2 separate regions of the Sus scrofa genome follow, and region 1 is linked to region 2. The links are chromatin contacts, called in public HiChIP or PLAC-seq maps. All regions are on one chromosome and are shown on one strand. Each heading gives the region's core, a stretch centred on a gene start, on an enhancer-like site or on the middle of the called end of the contact. The rest is flanking DNA. Distances are from core to core; before and after follow the strand shown.

Region 1 (3,784 bases), core at 954-3,453, 580 kb before region 2:
TTGCATGGGAGCCATATTAATCTTCTCTGTATCATTCCAGTTTTAGCAGATGTGCTGCCAAAGCGAGCACTCCTCCTGCCTTCTCTCTGCACACAAACCAGGGCACATTTATCTGACCTTCAGACCAGACCTAGGGCACTTGCCCCTTTGTTTACTTGCTCAACTTTAATAATCAGAACAGGGTGAAAAGAGGAAACCTACTAGACCAAGGTCATTGTCTTAAGGAATAGTCTGAATACCAGCAGGGGGAGCTGTCCATGAGGAATGTGGTGGGGGGAGCCCTCATTCAACCAGGAAGAGGATTCTTGCCCGAGTTCCATACATTTCTTTCCCTTAAATGTGTCCGAAACTCTCTTAGAGCAATAAAAAACAGAGAGGCCCTTCTTCAGCCATCCTTTTCTTCCTCAACATGAGACTCAAGCAGTAAGAAGCTGGGCCTGCCATGAAGGCCCTGCGCTCATGTGTTTTCTTTGTACCACTTGATCGAACCATCATTTAACACTGGTGCAAGCCTGTGGCTTGAATCCCACACTTCTTAGCTGTTATCAGTTCATTTCATTTGGCCGATACAAAGAAAAGAAAGACTTTCAGGTATATTCATTGAATTCAAATCTAATGCCCATTCCTCTGTGCAAGTTTCCCTGACTTTGGTGCCTGGGGAGATATTGCAGAGGTCATTGACCTCAGAATCCTACACTTCCTTAAAGTGGGTTCTGTGGGCTGGATGGAATGAGAGGGAATGAGGAAGAAGAGGGAGGGGGAAGCAAAGGCAGACCAAAGCCAAGTCCTTCTGGTTGGGCCTTTTGGAGGAAAGTAATTGTCCCCCTGCTTGGGAATTCATAACCCAGACACCTGATGCTAAAAACCACCCACAAGGAGGGTGGTGGCCCTCTGACCCTTTCATGAGGAATTAAAATCTACACTTTGACTTGTAGCTATGTCCTTCAGCTGGGGAAAGCTACTCTGTGTATCAAATATCTTGCCTCTCGAAATGAGAGATCCTATTTAAAGACTGACTGGGGAGTTCCTGCTGTGGTACAACAGGATCAACTGCGTCGTAGAAGCACTGGGATGCAGGTTTGATCCCCAGCCTGGCACAGTGGGTGAAGGATCTGGCGTTGCCACAGCTGCAGCACAGGTCACCATTGCAGCTCAGATCTGATCCCTGGTGCAGGAAGTCCATATGCCTTGGGGTGGCCAATGAAATAAAATAATAAAGACCTGTTGGAAAGCTGAATGTTTTTCTATGACAGCCCCTTTTGGAATCTGCCCTCATCTACATTCAGGAGGGAAAGTCTCAGCTCATACCTCATGAACACACAGTAATAGCACTAGCTCTGCTAGTCTGGAGGCAATTATCCAACATCATCACAGGTAGTCTTCCCACTTTAGACTTGAGTAGAGTCTACTGCTTTTACAAGCACTTTGGATGCAAGCACCTGTGCACAAGACGATAGGGTGAGATAGTCAGAATACTTAGGTCCTGACAGCCCTTTGGGGTGGATGGTGCAGAGGGGCCTGAAAACCCCTGCCAAAAATGTGCAGGGTTTACTGAGATGGTCAGAACATGTAGTTTAATTCAAGATATGCTTCTTTTAGGTAGATAGTCATTTAATGCCTGCCACATACAGCACTGGTGCTATGGGAAGGAAAAAGGAAGACAGAGCCCCTGCTGTGTAAAAGAGGTAAAAGGTACAACAGACTCAGACTAAGTCTTGTTAAAGCTTCATTCTGGAAGGGGTATACATTTCTGAGTTCCCCTTCTCTGGCTGCTGAAGAGAGTTGAATTATTAGCTAGAGTCCACTCCATCCAGACAACCATCTCAAGTGGGACCAGACCTCTCCAGCCTTTGATCAAGGACTTTAAGGACATACTCAAAGCATTTGTTGGGAAAACACTGGATCAACACATGGAAATGACAGCTAGATGCAATGAGCCTGGCTCACACTTAGAAACCTCAAGCATACAACATCAGATGTTGGTCTGTCTTGGGACCTGAGACACAATTTCACCTCTTTATCCTCCAGGAACTAGTGGGACCAAGTTCCTTGCCAACTGGTCTGAGTTCCGATGTGGTCAGATTTCTCTTCGCCTTGGCTGCCTCTCCTCGGCTGGTTGGTGCCTGTTTAGGCCTTTTGCCAGGCTGACTGGCTGCTTCCTCCTCCCACACACTCAGCGCCCTGGTGACTGCCAGCTGGATCTTCCCCTGTCCCTAGGGGACTAGCTTCTCTTACATCCTCTCTCTGCCCTGAGGACTGTCCTGGGTATGTTCTCTGGGCCTTTTAGTAAAATGGGAGAGGAGACGGTGTGATGGAAAGATCCGTTTCCACTGTTTGGGGTCTGAGATAAAAAGGGATCCTGCCTGGAGCAGAAACAAGACTCAAACAGCCACTGCCTGTGTAACTGTTAACTGTCCGGTGGCTGGTTCTCCAGCCTGAGCTCTGACACTGACCATCACATAGGTTGGGTAGGCAGAAAGCATGAAAGATGTTACATAGAAAATCATGATGAAAGGGGTGCAGGAAAGCAGCCACTTTGACATTGCCTAATTCAGCCCCCTCTCAGGTCTCTTCATGCCTCAGTAATAGGAAATCAATCTAAGTGCTATACAGGGGTATCCACAATATCTTTCCCTAAAGATAGGAAAATATGTTCAGGGACAGCAAGTGCAAAGGCCCTGAGGTATGTTCAGAGAATAGGAAGAAGGCCAGTGTGGCTGGAGTAGAATGAGAGAGGGTGAGAAATGTGAGAGGGAGCCGAAGCAAGAGAAGTCACAGAGGGTCTTGAAGTCAGACTAAGAATTTTAGCTTCTGTGTTTGAGTGCTCTGGGCACCAGAGAAAGGATATCTGGATGCTGTGTGGTCAGGGACAAGAGAATGAAGGGAGACAAGTTAGAGAGTTTCACCTTGATTCAAACAAGAGGTGATGATGGCTTGGCCACGATGGCTGTGATGACTCTGGAAAAATGAAGCAAGTGAGAAATGAAGTATAGGGGAGTTAAGGTGTTCCCATTGTAGCTCGGTGGGTTAAGAGCCTGATATAACATCTGTGAGGATGTGGGTTCGATCTCTGGCCTCGTTCAGTGAGTTAAGTATCCAGTGTTGCTGTGAGCTGTGGCGTAGGTCACAGACCTGGCTTGGATCCCTTGTTGCTATGGCTGTGGTATAGGCTGGCAGCTGCAGCTCCAATTCAGATAGGGATGGAGTAGGATAGTTACACACATAGTTGTGGAAGTCCCAATAAGAGACCATAGATAGAGAGGGAACCGTAGGGGACTTTGGGAGATATGAGACATGCCTCAGGTCACTGGGTGGGGAATGGGGTGAAGCCTGCATTCATGCTCAGATCAGGGGCAAGTGTTTAAGGACCAGCCTTCTGCTGATTTGAATAAGCACGATGACAGTCCTGGTTTGACCTTAGAGGGTCAAATTCTCTCTTAGCAGATACCAAGGAGGACCTACTACTCAAAGAAAGAGAAAAAGGTGGTCTTTCCCCACCCCCACTCCCCTTGGATGATAAAACGGTAGCCTACCTAATTCTTGGGGCAGAGCCTCCTCACCTGCCTGCTTCCATCTCTCACAAGCATCCTATCCTATCACTGTCTCTCGCTGAATTCCTTCGATGCTGAAGCACAAAGAACCTGAAACTCAGTAAGTCCAGACACCAGGTGAGTGATTCTAATTTAAAAACTGTGGATTCACACAAAGGACCCAGAATTGCCAAAGAAATCCTGAGGAATAAAAACCAAGCAGGAGGTATAACTCTCCCAGAATTCAGGTAATA
Region 2 (3,920 bases), core at 588-3,087:
GTGGCATAGAATACTGTGAGAATCACCAGTATTGTGCATCTGACATCCAGCTTGTACAAAATATTTACCGAAAAATGCATTTAGCATGGTAGTCCTATTTTTAAGTCACTTGCATAGGCTTCTAAAACTTAAATCAACTTAAAAGATTTTGCCTCTTAAGATATTATTAGGTAATTTCCTGTATATTAGTGGAAATCTTGCCACCTATGTTTACAATCATGCTCTCAGGTTGAAAACTGCAGGCTAATTCTCTGTGGTAATCAGTCTCAAATCCCTTGAAGCATAAATTCTTATTAGCATTATACGTTATGGAATTTATAGACAGCTTACCAGTGATCTGTGTCTTTGAGCCTTTTAAGACCCACGATGGTTCCAAATAAGGATCTCTCACACCAGTTCAAATACAAGGCAACCTAGTAATCATTAAAATACACCTATATAATAACATGCGTGAAAGAATCTCTAATTTGGGTAAACTGAATATAACTGTCAAAGGTCGTAATTAAGTGGTATATTTCAAACTTGAAACCACGGTTCTGTCTCCTACTGCTTAAATCTTTTTGTTGGGAAGATTTGTGGATTTTTAAGAGGAACTCTCGTTTCACAGATGAAGAAACTGAGGCCCCAAGAAACCAATTTATTTGTCCAAGGTCACACCCAATATTAGGGATCAAGTCAGACAAAACGCCAACGGTTCCAATAAAATGGCCAACCCAGCCCCATCTGCTCCTACCCTTTTTTTCTGGATTTCACAACTGCACCCCTAGCCCCCCTCCTTTCTGGATAAAGTTGTTTTGTCTAACGGTTCTTCCCCGCCCGCTCCCTTTTGCTTTTATGCCTTAGGGTAGTAAAACCTCACACCAACTGTTAATGAATAACATTGTGAGCCCACATCTGACGCAGTGACTTTCAGGGGCTTTTTCCCTGGCCGAAGATTTCGCTGAAAGGTTCTTAATCCTACATTCCGCCGGGGAAGAGAGGAGAGGGAGAGGAGGAGGGAGGTCACCGGGAAATGACAAGTCCGTACATGTTCAGGCGCGCGCCCAGGACGCAGCCTACCGGCCCCGGGGAGGAAACTAGGCGGGGGATACTAAGGCGAGAAGAAAGGAAAGGGGCGGGAGAAAAACACCGTGGTGGGAAATCCCTGTGCACTGGATCTGCCAACCCCTGGCAAAGCCGAACATAGCCGAACGTGAATAAATCTCATTAAGCTGCTGGGCGCAGACACTGCAGCACCACGAAGGAGGGGGCGCGGCGGCTCGCGCCGTACGTCCGGGAGGGAGCGCCGGGGCGGCCCTTTTATAGGCCGCAGCCCGCGCTCAGGCGCCCGCCCCTCGCACCGCCCCCGGGCCACGCGCGGGTCTGCCGCGCTACCTGAGAAGGGCTGTTGGTGTCAGCCGCTCACCCTCCCGCGAGGCCGCGGCGGCACGAGATCTGCGCCTTGTCTCCCCGCCCCCCCCGCGGGCGGGTTCTCTTACCTTGTAAAAAGCTGTTTCCGCGGCTGCCCCCGCCTTCTCTGCAGGATGTGAAATGGCGGTCGGCGAGGCGAGCGCGAGCACTGCGGCTCAGGCCAATCCCTCCTCGCCACCAAAACGGCCCTGAACACTGGCGCCCCCCTCCCGCCAGGCCCTCGGAGCCCATCCATGACATCGGCGCTCCGCCCCCCCCCCTCCTCCGCGGCCCCTCACCCAGGTGGCCGTGCCCACCGGCCGAGTCATCGATCCCCCCAGCCGGTCGCGAACCCAGCTTGACGGCAGCCTCCTCCCTCGCCGCTTGCCCGAGGGCGGGGGAGAAACCACCTTCTCGACCCCCGCCTGGGTGTCCCGGTCGGGCGCCCGCCCAGCTCCCTCCCTTTCCCGCCGCGTCCCCTCCCCCAACTACTCACAGCCCTCCCTTCGCCACACACTCAACCCCCTTCTCCCCTCCCCCAGTGGTTGCGTCCGTGACATCATCATCATGGCAACAAGAGCTGCAGCCTGGGACCGAGGAGCCCGTGTGATTCCCGGCGGCGGCGGCAGTGGTGGCAGCACCAGCAGCAGCACCGACGAAAGCGTGAGGGCTTCTCTCCTGTCGCCCCTCGCCGGGTGCTCCTGAGGAGGCGGCCGCCTTGCCACACAGCCCCGCCCGCCGCCGCTGCTCGCGTTGTCGGAGTGTGAGAGGAGGGGGCCGAGCCGCGGAGGGGAGGGGGCGCCGCCGCCACCGTTGCTGTGGGGCCGCCGCTGCGGAAGGAGCCGCCGCTGCCAGGTCGCTAGTGAAGAGAAGGCGGTGGCGGCGGCGGCGGCGGCGAACATGTTCTCAGTGAGGATCGTGACTGCCGACTACTACATGGCCAGCCCGCTGCAGGGGCTGGATATCTGCCAATGCCCCCTCACCCAGGCCCCTGTCAAGAAGGTGCCGGTGGTGCGAATCTTCGGAGCGACCCCGGCAGGTAAGCGGGCGCGGGGCGCGGGCGTGAGCGGCGGGCGCCGGGGCAGCCCTCCCCGCCGCGCACTCGCGCGCACGCCACCGGCCCTTTCGGCGGACGGCTGCCGCGACTTCCCTCCCCTTCACCCTCGTCGCTTTTCCTCACGCGCGTGACAGAGGCGCAAAAATGTGGGTCCGCGCGAGCGCGACGGCCCTCCCCCCATCCAGCCTGTGGCGGGGAGGCGGCGGGCGCCGACTGTTTACACTGCGTGCGGCGGTCGCTTGCCGAGTCCGCATACGGGGTCGCGGGCAGGCGGGCGCCGCTCTCGCCCCGGAGGACTAGCCGGGTGGCCGCGCCGCGTCCTCCTCGAGTGGGTGCGCAGGGCTGCGCTCTGAGATCGGTCGCTGGTGGGGCACCCTCTGCGTCTCCCAAGTGCCCCTTGCTGGCAATGGCCTTAGGTCGTGTGGGGAAGTGTCACCTCTGTCGTCAGTCCTTCCTCGTCGCCTTTTCTCAGCAGCGCTCTCCTCTGCCCTTTCTGGAGATGCCGAGGGCTGAAGGGGGGCGCCTGGGGCCAGCGGATCTTTCTCATTGAAGTGACCATGTGGTTCTGCTGTGAGTGCAGTCATAACTCCTTAGAGTTGAAAGCCTCAGAGTCGGAATAGGGCTGCCTCCCCAGGTGCATGGCTTTCAGGGAAACGTGTATCCACGGAAGTAGGAAATGCGTGTTTATGTTGCCTAACATAAAACATCCCACTTAATAGCGTGAATATCTTAGGAACCACAGCTAAACCCAGCGACGCAAACATTAAAGAAAATGCCTCTCTGCTGGGTTGTAGGATTACATTTTAAATACACATACGTTTAAGACAAAAACTATTTTGAAGAACAAGTGGGGCGGGGAGACAGAAGCCACGTTCTCTAAAGCTCTTGGGCATTTATGATACTATAAATAGCATAGTGGCCAAATTTACAGGGTTTTTAATTGTTTTGTTTTTCTATATGCTTTGAACTGCCTACGTGAAATAATGGAGCTGCCTCCTGGAAAGAGATGCTCTTACCTCTAGCTAGGTATTGCCCTCTGGGATTTTAGCTAGCATTTCCCACTTGATGCTCCTTGCCCTAATCACCATTCATCTTATTACTCCAGTCAGTTTCTCTGGGCTCTCAAGATAATAGCACTTTCTCAAACACAGGCAGTCTTTCCAAGCGGTTATCTCTTAATGTGAATTCTCTTTGTTAAAAATGTCAACGTTGTTGGTGAGGTTTGGTAGGATATTTCTTTTTAAAACAGTGAAAAAGATTTCGATGGTGTGGACTTTGTAAGATGGGGAATTTGGATGCTGTTAACAATTTGTTGAAAGTGTAACACCTGAAACTTTGGAAGCTGGAGAATAGAGGCAATAAAGTGTTTTGAGGGATAGATTTTTCTGCGCTTTTAAATATAGTGGTGCTGTCTGAGTTTCTAATTGGAATTTCAGTGTAATATACTGATTTTTTTTTCACTTTAGATGCAGAG

Evidence for each region. HiChIP or PLAC-seq counts read pairs in DNA pulled down with a chosen protein or histone mark.
Region 1: an H3K27ac HiChIP or PLAC-seq map of alveolar macrophages shows a contact between it and region 2. The contact joins the enhancer-like site here to the promoter of REV3L in region 2. A contact is called at or near these places in 2 of 5 promoter capture datasets (fetal skeletal muscle and liver), 8 of 47 Hi-C or Micro-C datasets (embryonic fibroblasts, epiblast stem cells, fetal heart ventricle and 5 more) and 1 of 2 datasets of contacts at active chromatin or transcription factors (alveolar macrophages).

The regions. Positions count from the first base shown.
Region 1 is chr1:77,979,495-77,983,278 of Sscrofa11.1, reverse strand. No RefSeq gene overlaps it. Among named protein-coding and RNA genes, the nearest start is that of WISP3, 24 kb to the left of the region's middle. Within about 2 kb of position 2,203, at least 10 of the 83 cell types and tissues checked have an H3K27ac peak or open chromatin away from gene starts, as enhancers often do. A contact at or near this core is called in alveolar macrophages, retroperitoneal adipose tissue and skeletal muscle, where this site is marked.
Region 2 is chr1:77,398,468-77,402,387 of Sscrofa11.1, reverse strand. REV3L (DNA polymerase zeta catalytic subunit) reads left to right here and starts at 1,837. Exons shown (of 33, transcript XM_021091241.1): 1 at 1,837-2,428. It overlaps LOC102167874, which reads right to left and starts at 2,291. Exons shown (of 5, transcript XM_021084615.1): 1 at 1,992-2,291; 2 at 1,689-1,851; 3 at 1,479-1,516. The coding sequence starts at 2,291. It overlaps LOC110260596 (a long non-coding RNA gene), which reads right to left and starts at 1,470. Exons shown (of 2, transcript XR_002343829.1): 1 at 1,375-1,470; 2 at 1-413.